Linked DNA regions of Mus musculus: region 1 is linked to region 2. Evidence: chromatin contacts called from public Hi-C data. All regions are on one chromosome and are shown on one strand. Each heading gives the region's core, a stretch centred on a gene start, on an enhancer-like site or on the middle of the called end of the contact. The rest is flanking DNA. Distances are from core to core; before and after follow the strand shown. Region 1 overlaps Tcerg1l (transcription elongation regulator 1-like). Region 2 has its middle 47 kb from the start of Gm30395.

Evidence for each region. Hi-C and Micro-C count contacts between places; a contact is called where the count stands out from the background.
Region 1: a Hi-C map of granulocyte-monocyte progenitors shows a contact between it and region 2, with 2.1 times the contacts expected there. The contact joins two enhancer-like sites. A contact is called at or near these places in 4 of 484 Hi-C or Micro-C datasets (ECoMG-derived neutrophils, granulocytes, granulocyte-monocyte progenitors and 1 more) and 2 of 115 datasets of contacts at active chromatin or transcription factors (astrocytes and neural progenitor cells).

Annotation. Positions count from the first base shown.
Region 1 is chr7:138,244,960-138,248,413 of GRCm38.p6, forward strand. Tcerg1l (transcription elongation regulator 1-like) reads right to left here. Exons shown (of 12, transcript NM_183289.3): 8 at 3,413-3,454. Among named protein-coding and RNA genes, the nearest start is that of Gm51503, 22 kb to the left of the region's middle. Within about 2 kb of position 1,827, at least 15 of the 459 cell types and tissues checked have an H3K27ac peak or open chromatin away from gene starts, as enhancers often do. A contact at or near this core is called in granulocyte-monocyte progenitors, where this site is marked.
Region 2 is chr7:138,169,189-138,172,578 of GRCm38.p6, forward strand. No RefSeq gene overlaps it. Among named protein-coding and RNA genes, the nearest start is that of Gm30395, 47 kb to the left of the region's middle. Within about 2 kb of position 1,688, at least 12 of the 459 cell types and tissues checked have an H3K27ac peak or open chromatin away from gene starts, as enhancers often do. A contact at or near this core is called in granulocyte-monocyte progenitors, where this site is marked.

The sequences.
Region 1 (3,454 bases), core at 577-3,076, 76 kb after region 2:
CAACAAAATCAGGGGACGGAAGACTTGATCTTGACTCATAGCTTTGGGGCACGGTCCATCATGGCAGGGGACGCTTGATGGCAGAGGATGAGGCGCTCCTCACATCGTGTCTATAGTCGGGAGGTGAGCAGAGGTGAATGCTGGAGCTCCCTTGGCTTCCTCCATTCTAATCAGATCTGGGATCTCAGCCAGTGGGATGCTGCTGTCCATGTTCAGGGTGGATCTTACCCCTACAGTTAAACATTTCCGGACATGCCCTTGTGGATACATGCAAAGGTGCGTCTCCTAGGTAATTCTAAATCCTGCAAAGTTGATCATCAAGATTCACCACCAAAACACTCTACTTGATCTGACACTTTTATGGCAGGAGACAGTCAGCTTTGTACATCCAAAGCCACTAACTGCACCCCAAAATGTTAGAGGCAACATGACCTGTCATTTAGTCAACCTAGTGGAAGAAATCTATACCAGTGTGATGGAAATATCAAAACTATATCAAAGCCACAGTGCTAATGGTAACTAAAGGACAAAGTTCATCTATTCAGTGGGGACTGCTATTCCTGCCTGACAAAACCTGGCTTCTCAGGATGGGGTAAGCTGCCATTTATGCCAATGACAACTTCCCTATAATGTTTCATGGTTACTTCCATTTTGATTTCTAAACTAGATGACATCTTTTTGCTGAGTTCCCTCAAGTGATTCCATTTGAATTTGAAGTCAAGTCTCAACTCCCTAAAATAGATAGCACTCTCAAAGCAGGTCCAAACGGTAAAAAGACCCACTCCTCAGAAGGTAGGAAGTGGCAGGGCTGCCAAGCACCATACGTGAAGAGGACACACAGCAGTAAGTCAATTTTCTGGTCCTGGGGAAGATGGATGAGTTTGCATCAGGAACACATTCTACTAAATAGTAAATAACAAGCTTTCGGAAATGGCACTCACCAGGTAGTTTAAAATACTTTTGTGTTTTGAAAGCTTGTCATTGTGACATATTTCTCCTCCAAGGGAATTTTAGGAGAAGTATCATTTGCGCCTACATTATCGGCACAATCAATTTAATTCCATCTGTGTTTGAATGCCCCAAGTGGGTATCAGCTGTGCCAGAGCTCATCAAAAATGCAGGGGTGGAGAAGAATCTAGAATCACCACCATCATCATTTAGCCCCTGTTTCTATATATCATGACACATTGGGCCAGCAGTTACCCCTTGCAAGAGGGTTTTCAGTGCTCTTGAAAGTAGAAAAAAATGTTATTTATACTAAAGGGGCAGGTCAAGATTATATTCTGTAATATCAAATGCATATAGTGCCAAGATCTCTGAGGTGCCACTTGTAAAATGCAGTGGGGCATGAAGTGTCATGGGCACTGCAGAAAACTGTGTAGTAAGAAACTGCACCACGGTGGGGCTGCAGACACAACAGGGCTGCCTTCTACAAGGCACAGGCAGACAAACGAACCAGATCCTCTTTCAACACACACGGCAGGCCCACCCTCTGCACATACAGGGGAAGACTCAACTTCTGTGAACACAGGGTGGGTGGCCTACCCTCTGCACATCAAGGAACGCTTGCCTTTGCTTGTACAGAGCAAACCCACCTTCTGCAAACACAGGAGAGACCCAGCCTCTTTCTATACACCAGCTCAGAAATGAATGGTTTCCAGAGCTTCCTAGAATATGCTAGGTTCTCAGTCTGGCTGCTTCATGGCTACAGAACATTTTCCTGCCTGAGTTTGTTAGGCAGACACAGTCTCACCAAGGCAGCCCTGGTGAGGACCTGGTGGGCCTGAAGGCTCACCAGCATGTGACAGGCACCAGCCCCTCCCCTAGCTGCAGTGGATAGACATGTGCACAACTGCAGACATTGGAGCAGCTCCACAGGAAACATCTGTGCTTGCTTCAAAGTCAGTCTTTCATTCTGGAAGTCATTCAGATGATTAAAACCAGAATTAATGTGTTGATGTTATTTAAATGCCAACTGCTCAGAATCCGAGGCCAGTCCATGTCCCCTGCACCACGGGGAGCTTGTCTTGTGTTTCAAATGTAGGGTATGGGTACACAGACCAGCTGGAACAGCTTGGCTGACAACCATGGTGTGAGCATAGTAGCCCAAAAGCTGCCCTTCCTCCCAATTCCTAGAAGTCTTGAACCATCAAAGGCCCTGCATAAAAATCTCCTGTGGCCAAGTGGGTATTCTTGGACCCTCCTACAAAGTACAAGTGGCCTTTTAAGGGCAAGAGTTGAGGCAGTCAGAAAACAGAGGACTCCAAGATTTGGATGACAGGTTTGGTCCCAGGGTCACACAGAGACCTATCTCTGCTTCATGGAAGCTCACCCTTCACACATCCAGCGCCACCCCAGACTGGGATACAGCATGTAGAAGCCCAGGGATGAGAAAAACAGTGTTCGGACTTTTACCTGCATAATGGTTTTGTTTGCTTAAAATTTAGTGCATACTTCTGTAAAGCCCTGTGGGTTTCCTCTTGGTTCTGAACTCCCCTTGTTCTCCCTCCGATCTAACTGGTGCGTTCATTAGAAAGAGGAATCCACTCTAAGTTTCAGCTCTCTGGGAATGCTGGCCCAGCATCTATTTCCCACACCATTCCTTTGTTTACTGAAATATCTCAGGATGAAGGAGCAAAGAAGTGAAAATGGAAGCAAGATCTTATCCTTTGTTATGCCAAATGTCTGCGTCTTCTAAGGACAATTTTTGAGGAGGAAATGTTGCCAACATGCCTGACCAACACCTTTAACTTTTTGGTCCATAGCCTTCGAAGTACTGCTTGGCACTCCAGACTCAACCCCACTGTTCTCAGTCCACAAAGGTGCCTATCGCTCCATCCTTCCTCCCATCTGTCCTGTTCTGAGGACTCAAGATGCCTATATTGTTTAGAGTAGCCCCCTATATAAGATGTTAGGTATACAGAAGACAAACCAGTGGCCTTGTGAGAGACCATTAGAAGAGAAAGGACAAGTTTTCATCCCACCCTTGCAGCCAGGCAATGACAAGCAAACTTGATAGATTCCTCCGTGTCACTAAGTGTCATATGCGATTCTGCAGACAGGTCCAGAGTTTTACTTGCAGAGGAACGAACTTCTTAGACACGGGTTGAATTGGTTGCAAGCAAGACCCAGAGATGCAATGTCCAGCCAGAACTGCCTGCCTTGATTTAGTATCTTACAAAGCACAGGTCTGCCCTGAGCAGTGGGCCACATGGCCACTTCCACATGGCTCTGGAAGCTGAGCATGTGACCCTGAACTTCAGCAGAACAGGTGCCAAGAGATAATGAAGCTATATGCTTCCCAGTTAAACTATTTTTTTTTTTGCTCAGATTCAATGCAGTCAAAGTACTTTCTCTTCACAGCACCAAAGCATCAAGGGAAGACACAGTGGGAGAGAACAGTGCCACCTACCTGTTCCTCTTGGTTTTCACACTTTGGTCCTCACTGCCATCA
Region 2 (3,390 bases), core at 438-2,937:
CAGGTCAAGATTGATATCTGTCTGTCTGTCTGTCTGTCTGTCTGTCTGTCTGTCTGCCTATCTATCTATCTATCCATCCATCCATCCATCCACCCACCCACCCACCCACCCACCCACCCACCCATCATCTATCTATCTATCTATCTATCTATCTATCTATCTATCTATCTATCTATCTACCCACCCACCCACCCACCTACCCACCCATCTATCAATCAATCTATCTATCTATCTATCTATCTATCTATCTATCTATCTATCTATCTATCTATCTATCTCTAGGCAACGACATGTTTCATCAGGTAAAGGTGCTTGCTAGGCAAGCATGATGACCTGAATTCAATCCCCTCAGCCAGCATGAAGGTGGGAGGAGAGAAACAATCCACATGTCCTCTAACCTCCACGTGCACACTGTAGTACACATGTGCCTGTAGTCATATACTCACACACATGTACACACATCATGCACACACACAATCGTAGTAACTTAAACATTTATATTTTTCAACAGATAAAAGCTTATATTGTTATTTTCAATGTCTGCTCTGCTCCTTTCTTCCCTTGCAATTCATGGGCTTTCTCCTTCTACTCTGCAGAGATATCACAACACCGTTGTAGCCAAGAGACACCACAAGAGGCAGGAGAGAGATTAGGTGTGAGGAAACAGAAGCCTCGGGGAGCCTGTCCCTGACACTGATGGTCAAGAACAATTTCTTTTGTGCTCATTTATCTTCATCTGCAAAGCCACAATCACAGAGCCATCCAAACCCTGACCTCATAGGGTGACAACTGCTCTAAGGCAGTGAGTGATTTCTCTTCCAAGGTCCCCCAGGATATAATCACCAACTTCTCTCACGCTGTCAAGTATGCAGACAGAGAATGTACCTGACTGCGCAGAAAGCACTTTGTCTGTGGCAGGGCACCTCTTAGGGAGAGTCTTTCTTCTCTTTCCAAGGGCACAGCAACCTTCTAAGGGCAAATCTGATAAATCCAACTCTAGGCACAGAGCTAGATCTGTGGGAAGGCAGACCCGAACCAGGTCCCTTTGTGGGGCATGATTCGGTGACTCCAGCTGGGCACATCTCCCCACCCTGCCCGAGGCCATGGCTCCTCAGAGATGGAGGCTCCTCAGGGATGTCTCATGGCTGCCACCACAGAGGCACCCTGGCCCTGATAGGTCCAGAAAGAAGATATGTGCTGTCTAGTGGGCCCTGTTTCTGTAACTTTGTGGAGGCTTTGTGTAGCTACTGAACACTCAAAAAGAAGTGACCAAATCTGCCAAAAGATGTCAAGATGTCACTGGGGAGGCTGAACTGGACAGTAAGAGTCTTGTGTATGCAAAGAGGAAGCCAGGAGGCATGCACTAATGTCCGAAGAACCATCTGGTCCTATTGGAAAGAGGAAGCCAGTCACATGATCCCACGGAAGAAGGAAGCCACACAGTCAGTCTCACTGAGGCTAGGAGGCCACGTTGTCTCACTAAGAACGGGATATCCTCACTCTCTTTCCTGGGAGTTTATGCTCCATGTTTATAGTTGGTGAGTGTGAGCACAGGACACAGGATGGGCTATGACAGGGAGGGTTGGCTTTGAGGTTCAGCAGAGGTGGAGGAGTGGGGGCAGAGGCAAAAGCCTGAGTAATGCAGGCTGAGGAACTTTTGCCATAGTGCTAGGTGTTTCATGTGCTGAGAGGTGTGGGGAAGCTGGGGAGAATTCAAGTCCTTCAGTGCCTCTTTGCTTTTCTAGTACACCAAGCTCTGAGGGAGGCTGTCAGGACAGCAGTTATAAAGATTCTGTCACTGAACAAGTGCCACTCACTAAGGAGGGGCACAGGCAGGTGTAACACACTTCATATTTGGTCCCAGACCCCTTCCCTTTACAACCTCCAGAGAAACATATAGTCCAGAGGGTGGGAGCAACTCATTCCAGCGGCCCGGTTATAACCTCCCCGCAGAAAGAGGCTGTGCTCAGGGGGGCCTGTGTTTCTGCCAAGGGACTTCTGAAAGAGGTGGAGACAGAATGGGCAGGCAAAATGGGAGACTCCCTTCAGGGGGAAGCTTCAGGGGATGCTACGATGATGCTTATGTTTAAAGGTTTATCTTGTTGCTACACAATATTTTTAAAACACAGAGGCACAAAACAACATCAAATGAAAAGCAAGGGGAACCCATTTGGCAGCTTCAACAAAAAACCCTGCTCTGCTGTATGGCTTTCCAATCTCTTTTCTCCTTAGACGATATTGCCTATTGCTGTTACTCTGGGTAACTACCCCCCATTGTTCTCCAATTCCCTAACACAATGTGATGGATACTTTAGGAAAACAACAGGACCTTGAAAGCATAGCATAAAGCTAAAATTCACCAGTTAATCTTCCCATTCCTTCCCACTTTTTACTTCTTTGACCATTTCATATAAGTATGTAATGCACTTGGGTCATTTCATGGCCCCCATCCTCCGCTCTCATCCCACTCCCTCTCAGTGAAATCATCCTTCCAATGCTATGCTGCAGAGAAGGCTCTGGGGTCCTCCCAGCCCCCCCCCACCTCCCTCCTGGCCATGCCCTTTTGTGTTCTGCATAGCTTGGATGCCTGCTGGTTCAGGGCTCTGTGCTGTAGTCCTCATGAGGGAAGCTGGACCTCCTGAGCAGTGAATCTACACCCAAGAGCCCAGCAGCTGATCCTGTGGGGCCACAGCAGCTCTCACCAAGGATTTCCCTTCAAGGATTGTCCTGTCAGCGTAGGGTCACTCCACATTGTATGGAGGGTTGTGATTTGCCTGAACATCCATGCATAGTTCATATTTTTTGACATTCCTTATAAATGTCAGTCTGTATTCTGGGACTTGATGTTTTGTGCAGATTCCCCCAGGTTGACTTTCTGCCACATACCCATGAGTCCTGTAAGCACTACATGACTTATCCTCCTATTTTCTCATCATAGGAATCCAAATGACCCCATTTTCCAGCATCATAAATGATAGAACAACACATTTGGATCCATATCTACACACAAATACACACACACACACACACACACACACACACACACACACACACACACGAGGTTTCTTTCTAATGGGCTTTTGCTTAGAAGTACAACTTGAGAGCACCTTCACTTTCACTAACTTATACTAAGGTGTTCTTAACTGTGGTCAACCTTGTTCCTTGTCACCTCTGATTCTGACACACCACACCCAGGGTCCACATGCATCCTAGGCTAGCTCTGACACATGATAGACCACAAGCTATGGTGCAATGTCAGAAGTTTGGAGGCCCCTGGAGAGATCTCCTTCTCCTGTCAATGTGAATGCTATTGTTTCTGCTGAGGGCTCAGAAGGAAACACAGAGCATGGTGCTCGGCTGCGTTTGGCTCTTCATCTGTTGCTGTTCATT